Regions from separate parts of the Sus scrofa genome. Here regions 1 and 2 are each linked to region 3. Evidence: chromatin contacts called from public Hi-C data. All regions are on one chromosome and are shown on one strand. Each heading gives the region's core, a stretch centred on a gene start, on an enhancer-like site or on the middle of the called end of the contact. The rest is flanking DNA. Distances are from core to core; before and after follow the strand shown.

Region 1 (3,187 bases), core at 533-3,032, 82 kb after region 3:
GAGGGATTCTGAAGCTGCTTGGGGTTGAGAAAAGAGTTTATTTGGCTGCTGTGGCGCTGGAGAGGCCGCTGGGTGAGGCATTGGGCACAGCAGTGGGCAGGGTGCTCCCTTAAAGCCAGGGAGGGTTGGGCCGCCAGGTTTCTGCCGTTTGCGCAGCCACGGCTTCTTTCTTGGGAGGAAGGCCTGCCCACCACGGGGGCTGAGGCACTTTCTCTCTTGCGGTTGGTCAGTAGGCATCACGTGGGCACAAAGGCCCAGGGTCACTGGCCGGGGGGGGAACAGGGCAGGGAGGGAGCCTCCGGGGCAGCCGCGTGAATCAGCCAGGACCACCAGGTGAGGGGAGGGGGTCGAGGAGGGGGGGCTGCACGAGCAAAAAATAGTGGCTTTCTTTTCATTTTTACATCAGGGCGTCTCTCAGACGGCAGTCACAGACCATGGTGTCCTCATGGAAAATAAAGAATCCTGGAACTTCCCCGAGAGGTCACTTGGGGCTTTTCCCCTAACCTGGCCCCTGTCTCTCCCCCGTTGCCATGATTCAGAGTTGGTTCCCTATTTTTCCGAGCGTGGTTATATAACATGACTGTTCTCAAAGGCTCCAATTGACCGTGGCTCTGGTCACCGCCCCCCCCCCAATGTTGGCACCAAGAATTGCCCGTTTGGTGGTTTTCCGGTGTTGAGCAAAAAAGCCAGTCCATCTGGAGATGCCTCACTTGTGCCTCCCACCTTCTCTGCAGGAGGCAAAATTCAAGCCACAATTCCAACAGCGCAGGCGCGGTCCAAGTTAGGTGGCACTGGCAGTCCCCCTGTGTTGGTGACGGCAGCAGGGGAGTGGAGGGGACAGGAAGGCCGGGAGCTGGGTACCCGTGGTTCTGAGGACGCCACTCATGGCTTTTCAGGATCACAGCAAACATCCGATGGGATGAGCCTGGCGTTGGTTCTGACCGTGCAGGTGCTGAAGATTCAGGAACCTTAGAATCAATTGAGAAGCTAGAGGGTCGGTACTTGAGAAGCAGATCAAGACCCACGTTAAGGTAGAAAGCCAGGAATGCTTCTGGGTCCCAAGCCAGCATCTCTTTCTCTCTTTTTAGGGCCACACCTGCGGCATATGGACGTTCCCAGGCTAGGGGTCCAATCAGACCTCCAACTGCTGGCCTACACCACAGCCTCAGCAACGCCAGATCCGAGCCGCATCTGCGACCTACGCCACAGCTCATGGCAATGCGGATCCTTAACCCACTGAGTGGGGCCAGGGATCGAACCCGCGTCCTCATGGATGCTGGTCAGGTAGCATGGAACCTGCTGAGCCACAACGGGACTCCCAGCCCGCATCTCTGTGGCACAGCAAGGAGGCAAAGGGCACAGCCTCATCCTGCGGTCGGTGGTGCCCATGTTTCTGGAGAGTGCCCTGAGCTGTGACAGCTGCGAGGAGTATTTGGTCGTTGGAGAGAAGAACAGTATTTTTATGACAAATACGCAAAGATGGAAGAAGCATTTAATTCTCTGTCTGGCGGGGCTCCTTTAAAGCGCTCCTGACCCCACCTGCTCTTTAGCTCAGCTAAGAACAGAGAAGGTGTGCGCGGAAAGGCGTCTTCTGAAATTATCTAGTTAAACCCTCTCATTTGGCAGATGGGAAACTGGGTTCAGACCTGCCCAAGATCCCCCTCCGACCCCCAGATGGTAAACAGAACAGGGCTGGAAGCCAGCCTTCTGGCTCCGTCTCTGGGAACAGGTCATGTTCCTACGTGCCCGAGGGGTGCAGGCTAGTCGATGCCCAGACAGCGCCCTGGGTCAGCCGCCCGGAGCCTGTGGCCTCGGGGCCACTCGGCAGGAGAGGAGTCCGGCTGTCCTCGCTGTGTTCCTTCCTCGGTGGGAGGCAGACCGCTGGTAACAGCACAGGAATGTTCCAGGGTGACCCTGACATTTAAAACCCCCAGCTGGCCCTCAGATGCTGGCCATGGCCCCTGACATTGGCAGCCTTTCTGTTTGTCCTGTGTTTGCACTTTTGTCAGGGTGCTTTCTGGGGTAGCCCAGCTGCATCAACAAAGGCGCTTTGGAAGACAAAGCGTCAGAAATGCTGAAAGGGCAGAACGGTGTCTGATCGATACACACCTGCTATCGAGGCTGAAACATCAGCTGGTCGGAAACAGTGTGGAGAAATGTTGGGAGAAGTGGCAGGGCAGTGGGGAAGCTATACATAAGATCCCAAACTATGCAAAATGTGACGTGCTTGCATGTTGGGGAGGGGGTACTTGATACATTTCTGTCCTTTGTGTCATCAAAGGATGATGCAGCATCAACTTGGGTTACTCTAGAGAAGAAGCAGATCTTAGAAAGTGTGGCCAGCGGCCTTGGGAGTGACCTGTTGAACCAGACAAACCCTCCTCCCTCCTTCCTTCTCCCCTGGCATCTCACTCTGCCAAGGAGGGGGGCCTCTGTCTTCACAGCCTCTGATACTGCCTTGTTTCTTGTCGCTGGAGCTGAGCCGTCCCCAGGAGGCGGGAGGGCTCAGGAGAGCTCTGAGCGGGGAGCTGGTGGACGTGGGCTCTAGGTCTTGCTTGCTACCGTCTGGCTGTCTGGGCCTTGGGCAAGTGGCTTTGCCTCCCTGAGCCTCAGCATCTTCCTCTATAGACCGGGACTGTATCATGGGCCTCTCCTATTGTACGGGCTCCTCTGAGGACCAAATTGGAATTCGAAGGACATGCTCATGGCAAATTCATGCCAGCTCTGCAGCTGGTACCTTCTTTCTTTGGCTTTCACCTGAAAGTCTGAAGAGGGGCCGGGATAGGGGATTCAATGAGCTGTCTGTAAGGTCAGCGGACGTCTCAGGAATGTTCTCAAACCCGGGGCCTTTCTCTTCTGTCCTGTTGCTTTCCTGACAGCTGCCTTTATCAGCCCAAATCCTAGAAATGCGCTTTCCCCAGAGCCGCTGCCATTCATCTCCAGGCACATGGTCAGGGTCTAATATGCAGCACGTGCATCTGAGGACAGTCCCAGGGGACCAAGCTGTCTCTTGGCACCTCAAAGTGGCCCAGAGAAGCGCCCACCCAGCGCCCAGGGGAGGTGGATGGCCTGCTGATGGGGAAGGGATATTCAGGGGTGGTGAGGTGTGTTCAGAGCACTGAGGGCAGCACGAAGCTCTGGTGGGCATTTAAACTTCAGCAGGGCAAGCTCCAGGAGCCTGGCTTTC
Region 2 (2,951 bases), core at 106-2,605, 85 kb before region 3:
TCCTTTTTGTTCGTTTGTTATGTTTCCATGGCCTGACAGTGTGGTGATACTGTTTCATTGTAATGGAAATCAGACCTGGTGGGTTTTGAGTCCTGAATTACATGACCTGGAACAAGCCTCTGACCTTTTGCGGGAGATCAGCTTCTTTTTTAAAAAATATATTTTATTATTTTTTTTCCTCTTTTTTGGCCTCCTGGCGGCACATGGACTTCCCAGGCCAGGGACCAGGTCTGAGTGGCAGTTGTGAACCTAAGCTGAAGCTGCGGCAACCCTGGATCCTTAACCCACTGTGCTGGGTGGGGATCGAACTTGTGTCCCAACGCTTCCAAGATGCCACAGATGCCGTTGTGCCACAGTGGAAACTTCCTCTTTTTTTTTTTTTTTTTTTTTAATTAAACAAATTATTTTGGAGTTCCCATCGTGGTGCAGTGGAAACAAATCTAACTAGGAACTGGGAGGTTTTCAGGATCGATCCCTGGCATCGCTCAGTGGGTTAAGGATCTGGCGTTGCTGTGGCTGTGGTGTAGGCTGGCAGCTGTAGTTCCGATTGGACCCCTAGCCTGGGAACCTCCATGTGCCGCAGGTGTGGCCCTAAAAAGCAAAAAGAAAAAAAATTATTTTTACAGTAGGACCCCATGGCTTATCCATTCCAAATGCAATAGTTTGCATCTACCAAGACATGGCAACAACCTACATGTCCACCAACAGATGACTGGATTAAGAAGACAGTGGTACATCTATATAATGGAATACTACTTAGCTTCTTCTTTTTTGTTTTTTTGGTGGCACCAGGAGCATGAGGAAGTTCCCATGGCAGGGATCGAACCTACACCACAGTAGCAACCCGAGCCACAGCAGTGACAACGCTGGATCCTAAACCCCCTGAGCTACCAGGAGACACCGAGATTAGCTTCTTTTAACTGGGAAATAAGACTGGTGAGTTCTAAAATCTCCAAGGGACTTTCCACCATGAATTCTGTATTTTGATTACTTCATCCCGTATTTTTCATAGTGTTATTTGATATATTTTATCATCATACATGGTAACTGTTATGTTTTGATTTTTTGTACTAATCACTTTCAAATAAGCATTTAATATTAATGCTTAAAAAAAAGAATGTTTATAATAACCTCATCTATCATTACGTATCTTTGTTCCCATACCACAGACTGGGGAGTCGAAGCTCAGGGAAGCCGTTTGCTCATGATCCTGTAGCTGGTGATTGGCACATACAGAGCTTGAAACCAAGGCTCTGGTTCGAAACCCAAGGAAGGCTCTTTTACTGTCCCCTGTCACTGCCCTTTGATGTTTGCAGCGGAGAGTCAGGCACTGCCCTCTGCCCGGCTGCCTCTGGAAAGCTCCGCTCAAGGGCCCCTGTACCCTAAACCAGCCGGCCCCTCTGCCCCCACCTGCAAAGACTCCTGGTCTGCCTGAGTAGTTACATCTCCAGAAGCAGCTGCACTGTCAGGAAGCCAGTGAATTACCACCCTCCAGCTCACGCTCAGCTGCCTACAGAGAAGTCTCTAAGACATAAGCTTTACCACAAGCTTAGTGGCTGAAAGCAACAAAAATACATTCTCTTACAGTCCTGTAGGCCAGGTGTCCAACACAGGTCTTCCTGGGCTGAAAATCAAGGTGCTGGCTGGGCTCGATTCCTTCCTGGACGCTCTAGAGGAGGAGCCTTTTCCAGCTTCTAGAAGCTGCTCACATTCCTTCGTCCCTCTCATCCATCTTCAAAGCCAGCCTCAGCGGACGAAGTCCTTATGCCCAACTTGCAGACCCTCTGACCATGACCTGGAAGGTCTCCCTGTCCTAAGGGCTCAGGTGGTTAGAGTGGGCGCGCCGGGTGATCCAGGCTCATTCCCCATCAAAGCCCTTAACTCTAACCACGTGGGCTACATACAGTAACAGAGTCCCAGGTTTGGGCGATTACACAACCTCTGGTGGAGGGTGTTCTTTCTACCGTATTGGGCAACAGTTTCTCATTCTGTGTGAACGTCAGACAGCAATCCAATGGCTCTCGATGACCTGTTAGATTTTGTCAACCTTTAGCCTCTAGGATGTCAGCGGAAAGCTATGTCTCCTCTCCCCTGACCTGGCCACTTGCTGACCATCTAAGCCAAATCAGTGGAAGACACTGTTCTTACCCCCAGATTTCCCTGTATTTATTCTCCCAAACTTCTTCCACGGAGGACCACCCTTTAACTCTCTCCACAGTCCCCTCATTTAAAGTCAGCTTCCCTTACTCATTTTTCCCCCACGAAGTTCCCCCAACGCCTTCCTGCCTTATGCAAACCCTGACTCTCCTTAGAAGATGCTATTTCCCCAGCTATTCTGTTCTTTTATTCATTTGTTCTTTTGGCTGCTCCAAGGCACATGGAGTTCCCGAACCAGGATCAGATCTGAGGGCATGCGTGCCACCTGAGCCACAGCTGTGGCAACGCCGGATCCTTAACTCACTGTGCTGGGCAGGGGATCGTACCTGCATCCTAGCGCTCCCAAAGACACCACCCATCTCATTGCACCACTGTGGGAACTCCTATTTCCCCAGCAATACTGTTCACTAGAAACTTGCTCCTGGTGTTCTCGTTGTGGCGCAGCAGAAATGAATCGGACTAGGAACCATTAGGTTTCGGGTTCGATGCCTGGCCTTGCTCAGTGGGTTAAGGATCTGGCGTTGCTGTGAGCTGTGGTATAGGGTGGCAGCTGTAGCTTCAATTGGATCCCTAGCCTGGGAACCTCCATATACTGCGGATGAGGCCCTAAAAAGACAAAAAAAAGAAAGAAAGAAAGAAAGAAAAAAAGAAAGAAAGCAAGCTTCTCCTTTCCCTCCCAGACCTCATTTATCCCTGGGTCCAGGGTCATGCCGACATTTCCTCACTCCTCCTGGCTGCCTCCAAACCCTAACATTTCTGCTCCCAGGCGAAAAGGGCCCTTTCCTTTAGATTTA
Region 3 (2,873 bases), core at 272-2,771:
GAAGTGAATGCCCGAGGACCACTCGGCGAGGAAGAAGAAGGCTGCTCCATCTTCCAGGCCTTCCTTCGAGGCCACCAGACCCGTGGCAACCTCGGAATAGTGCTTAGGGGAAGTGAGCCTCCTCCCGAGGCTCATCGGAGGGCAGGCCACACGGACCTCTCAGAGGGTCACGGGGCACGTGCCCAGGAAACTATGGACTTTCTGCAATTTTCCAGAACAACTGTGGAAAGCAAACAGTCATGTGCCTGCTCTGGAACTGACGTCCAGGAAAAGGAAGGAACTAACATGGACGAGTATCTCCCACACGTGGGCGCTGACACACTCCCAGGTGTTCTTCTTCTTATTATTATTATTTTTTTGTCTTTTTAGGGCCTCACCCGAGGCATATGGAGGTTCCCAGGCTAGGGTCCAATCTGAGCTACAGCTGCTGGCCTACAGCACAGCCACAGCCACACCAGATCCGAGCCACGTCTGCAACCTACAGTTCATGGCAAGGCCGGATCCTTAACCCACTGAGCAGGACCAGGGATTGAACCTGCAACTTCATCGTTCCAAGTTGGATTCCTTTCCACTGCGCCACGACGGGAACTCCCTCTCCCCCCGCCCCATTCCTATCCCTGAGTTTCAAGGTGGTTACAAATTGCCTGCAGATGCCCCACCAGGGTGTGGCAGAGGCAGGTGGCACTCCAGAGTCTCTGCTCCTCCCACTGCTCTTCCTTAAATATCACAGAAACCCCAAGCATCCATAAAAAACAAATCAACAAAACAAACTATACGAAAAGGGGGGGGGAGCCTGAAAGAAAAAAAGAGCAAGATAAACAAAGCCAAAAGACAAACAGACCAGGAAGAAACATTCGCAAGCCACAGTCCTGACCAAGAGCTCATTTGTTCAATATATATAAAGCGCTCCTATAAATAGATAAGAAAAAGACCTACCACCCCAAAGGAGAACCACCAACGAGCCCAGAGTCCCAGAAAGGGAACCGAATCGGAAATACAAGTGCCCCCAACATTGCTCATCCTCGTTCACGAGACGCACAAAGTACAATGAGACACTATTTTCACCCAACAGAATGGAAACCACCACAAACTTACAAAAGAGTCTGTGTGGGAGAGGGCCTGGAGAGACAGGCGTGGGCATTCTCTGTCGGTGGGAGCGAAAATCGCCCGACCTCCAGGCGGGGGCAATTTCCTGCGGGTGGAAATGAACCCCCCGCCGCCGCACGCGGGCACCCCCTCCGCGCCGCATCCGCGCTCTGCTCCGGCGCCGCCCGCCCAAGCACGTGCCCCTCGGAACACGGCTGAACGTGGGTAACGACGTGTGTGCAAGCATTCCAGCCCTGGAAGCAGCCTAAACTTTTGTCGGGAGGAGACAGCATTAAAAAAGTAATAAATCATAAGGCTTAATCACGACAAATTACGTAACGTCTATACAATGGAATACTAGGCAGCTGTTCCCAAAACGACACAGCTCTGCAGAGGGAGATGCAGAACCTCCCGGCCACGGCCCTGGGTGAGGCGCAGCACACAGGGCGGGTTCCATTTGTGCGGAGAAAGGTCTGCACAGGCGCCTCCTCTCACTCTCCTGCGGGAGGCTGCGCGCCCCTTCCCTCTCCTCACCCCCCGCACCTCTTCCGAACCAGCCGCTTGCTTGGTGGCATCACTTCCTATTCCCCAGGAAACCAGACGTGGTCAGGAAGACAGACCCCCTCCACCTTCTCCCTGCCTGCGCCCCCACCTCCATCGGATGCTGGGAAGCCCTGAGAGCCGGGTGAACAAGCTGCGATGGCAGGAAAATGTTCTCTCAGGCTGGTCAAAGAACAATGAACACTGTAATTATGTTTTATTTTTTGACCCAGAGGGTAAAGAGCCACAATGAGTGGGGAGTGGAAAAACAAGCCAGGCCTTTGGCACAATGATGCTGCTGGGAGTGTGTTGCAATGATCTAAAATGAGCCGACGCAAACCCGTGGCACAGAGTTTGACTCGGAAAATCTCTCTCTCCCCATTCTCTCCCAGGACCTCAGGCAACTCTTCACAGTTATATTTAGGAATATTTCACAAAATACCTTTCTGACCTCGGTGGCATAAGGGCTGTCGAAAACCACTATGTCCTTGAGAGCTGCCTACATGTCAGTCCAGAGCCCTTGAACCCAGCCTCCTGCGGGTTCTGTCTGTGCACCGAATGGGCACTTACTGATTACGGTATAAAGGGCTAAGGTACAAGGACAAGGTCGTGCCTGGTTTTAACTCTGACTGTGGCTGGGCCTTGGTAGGAGGGACACACCTTTCTCTGAGAGTCAAGATAACTGTGCACCTGCAATGGGGCTTGGAGATCAGCGGGTCCAGGCTTTTCTGTATCCTCTTGAAAATCCAGGATATGACCTGGTGCTCTGCTCCCCAAATGCCCATCCCAAGGGACTGTAAATATATATTTTTTTCCCTGGAATTGTGTTGAAAAGCTGTAAGTGGCATTCCTGAGGCCAGGTGTGGACATCAGGTGCATGTCATGTGACGGGATGGTAACAAAGGTGCTGGCAGGGAGCCTCCCCTACAAGTTCATGTTCAGATCGGGACTGAACATAGGAACTTCGGGGCCAGTCGGATGACCAAAGTAATTTTATTTGCTCAGGAAATAATTACAATTGATTTGCATGATTTAATCCCACCTGAAACACATAGGTTAGCGAGGGGGGTCAGACATTAGTCCAAGCCATATTCAGATTAACGGTGGTATTCCAAATTTCCCAGCCTTACAGCAGATTCAACGCTCAGGACTAAGTCGAGAACCACCACAAGAGACCTTTAGTTAAATTCTGCAGCCCAGGGAGCTCAAACCCACCACTCTGATGGGAGGTAAAGCCCGATCACCAG

Evidence for each region. A called contact is a pair of places that touch in the nucleus more often than the background predicts.
Region 1: a Hi-C map of liver shows a contact between it and region 3, with 1.9 times the contacts expected there. The contact joins two enhancer-like sites. A contact is called at or near these places in 9 of 47 Hi-C or Micro-C datasets (alveolar macrophages, blood, epiblast stem cells and 5 more) and 1 of 2 datasets of contacts at active chromatin or transcription factors (alveolar macrophages).
Region 2: a contact with region 3 is called in a Hi-C map of fetal liver, with 1.8 times the contacts expected there. The contact joins two enhancer-like sites. A contact is called at or near these places in 1 of 5 promoter capture datasets (liver), 2 of 47 Hi-C or Micro-C datasets (fetal liver and liver) and 1 of 2 datasets of contacts at active chromatin or transcription factors (alveolar macrophages).

The regions. Positions count from the first base shown.
Region 1 is chr18:5,548,224-5,551,410 of Sscrofa11.1, forward strand. All of the region lies in intron 1 of PRKAG2 (5'-AMP-activated protein kinase subunit gamma-2), which reads left to right. Among named protein-coding and RNA genes, the nearest start is that of PRKAG2, 75 kb to the left of the region's middle. Within about 2 kb of position 1,783, at least 4 of the 83 cell types and tissues checked have an H3K27ac peak or open chromatin away from gene starts, as enhancers often do. A contact at or near this core is called in liver, where this site is marked.
Region 2 is chr18:5,381,911-5,384,861 of Sscrofa11.1, forward strand. The region is part of intron 7 of GALNTL5 (inactive polypeptide N-acetylgalactosaminyltransferase-like protein 5); the gene reads right to left. Among named protein-coding and RNA genes, the nearest start is that of GALNT11, 35 kb to the left of the region's middle. Within about 2 kb of position 1,356, at least 3 of the 83 cell types and tissues checked have an H3K27ac peak or open chromatin away from gene starts, as enhancers often do. A contact at or near this core is called in fetal liver, where this site is marked.
Region 3 is chr18:5,466,885-5,469,757 of Sscrofa11.1, forward strand. All of the region lies in intron 1 of GALNTL5 (inactive polypeptide N-acetylgalactosaminyltransferase-like protein 5), which reads right to left. Among named protein-coding and RNA genes, the nearest start is that of GALNTL5, 6.6 kb to the right of the region's middle. Within about 2 kb of position 1,522, at least 20 of the 83 cell types and tissues checked have an H3K27ac peak or open chromatin away from gene starts, as enhancers often do. A contact at or near this core is called in fetal liver and liver, where this site is marked.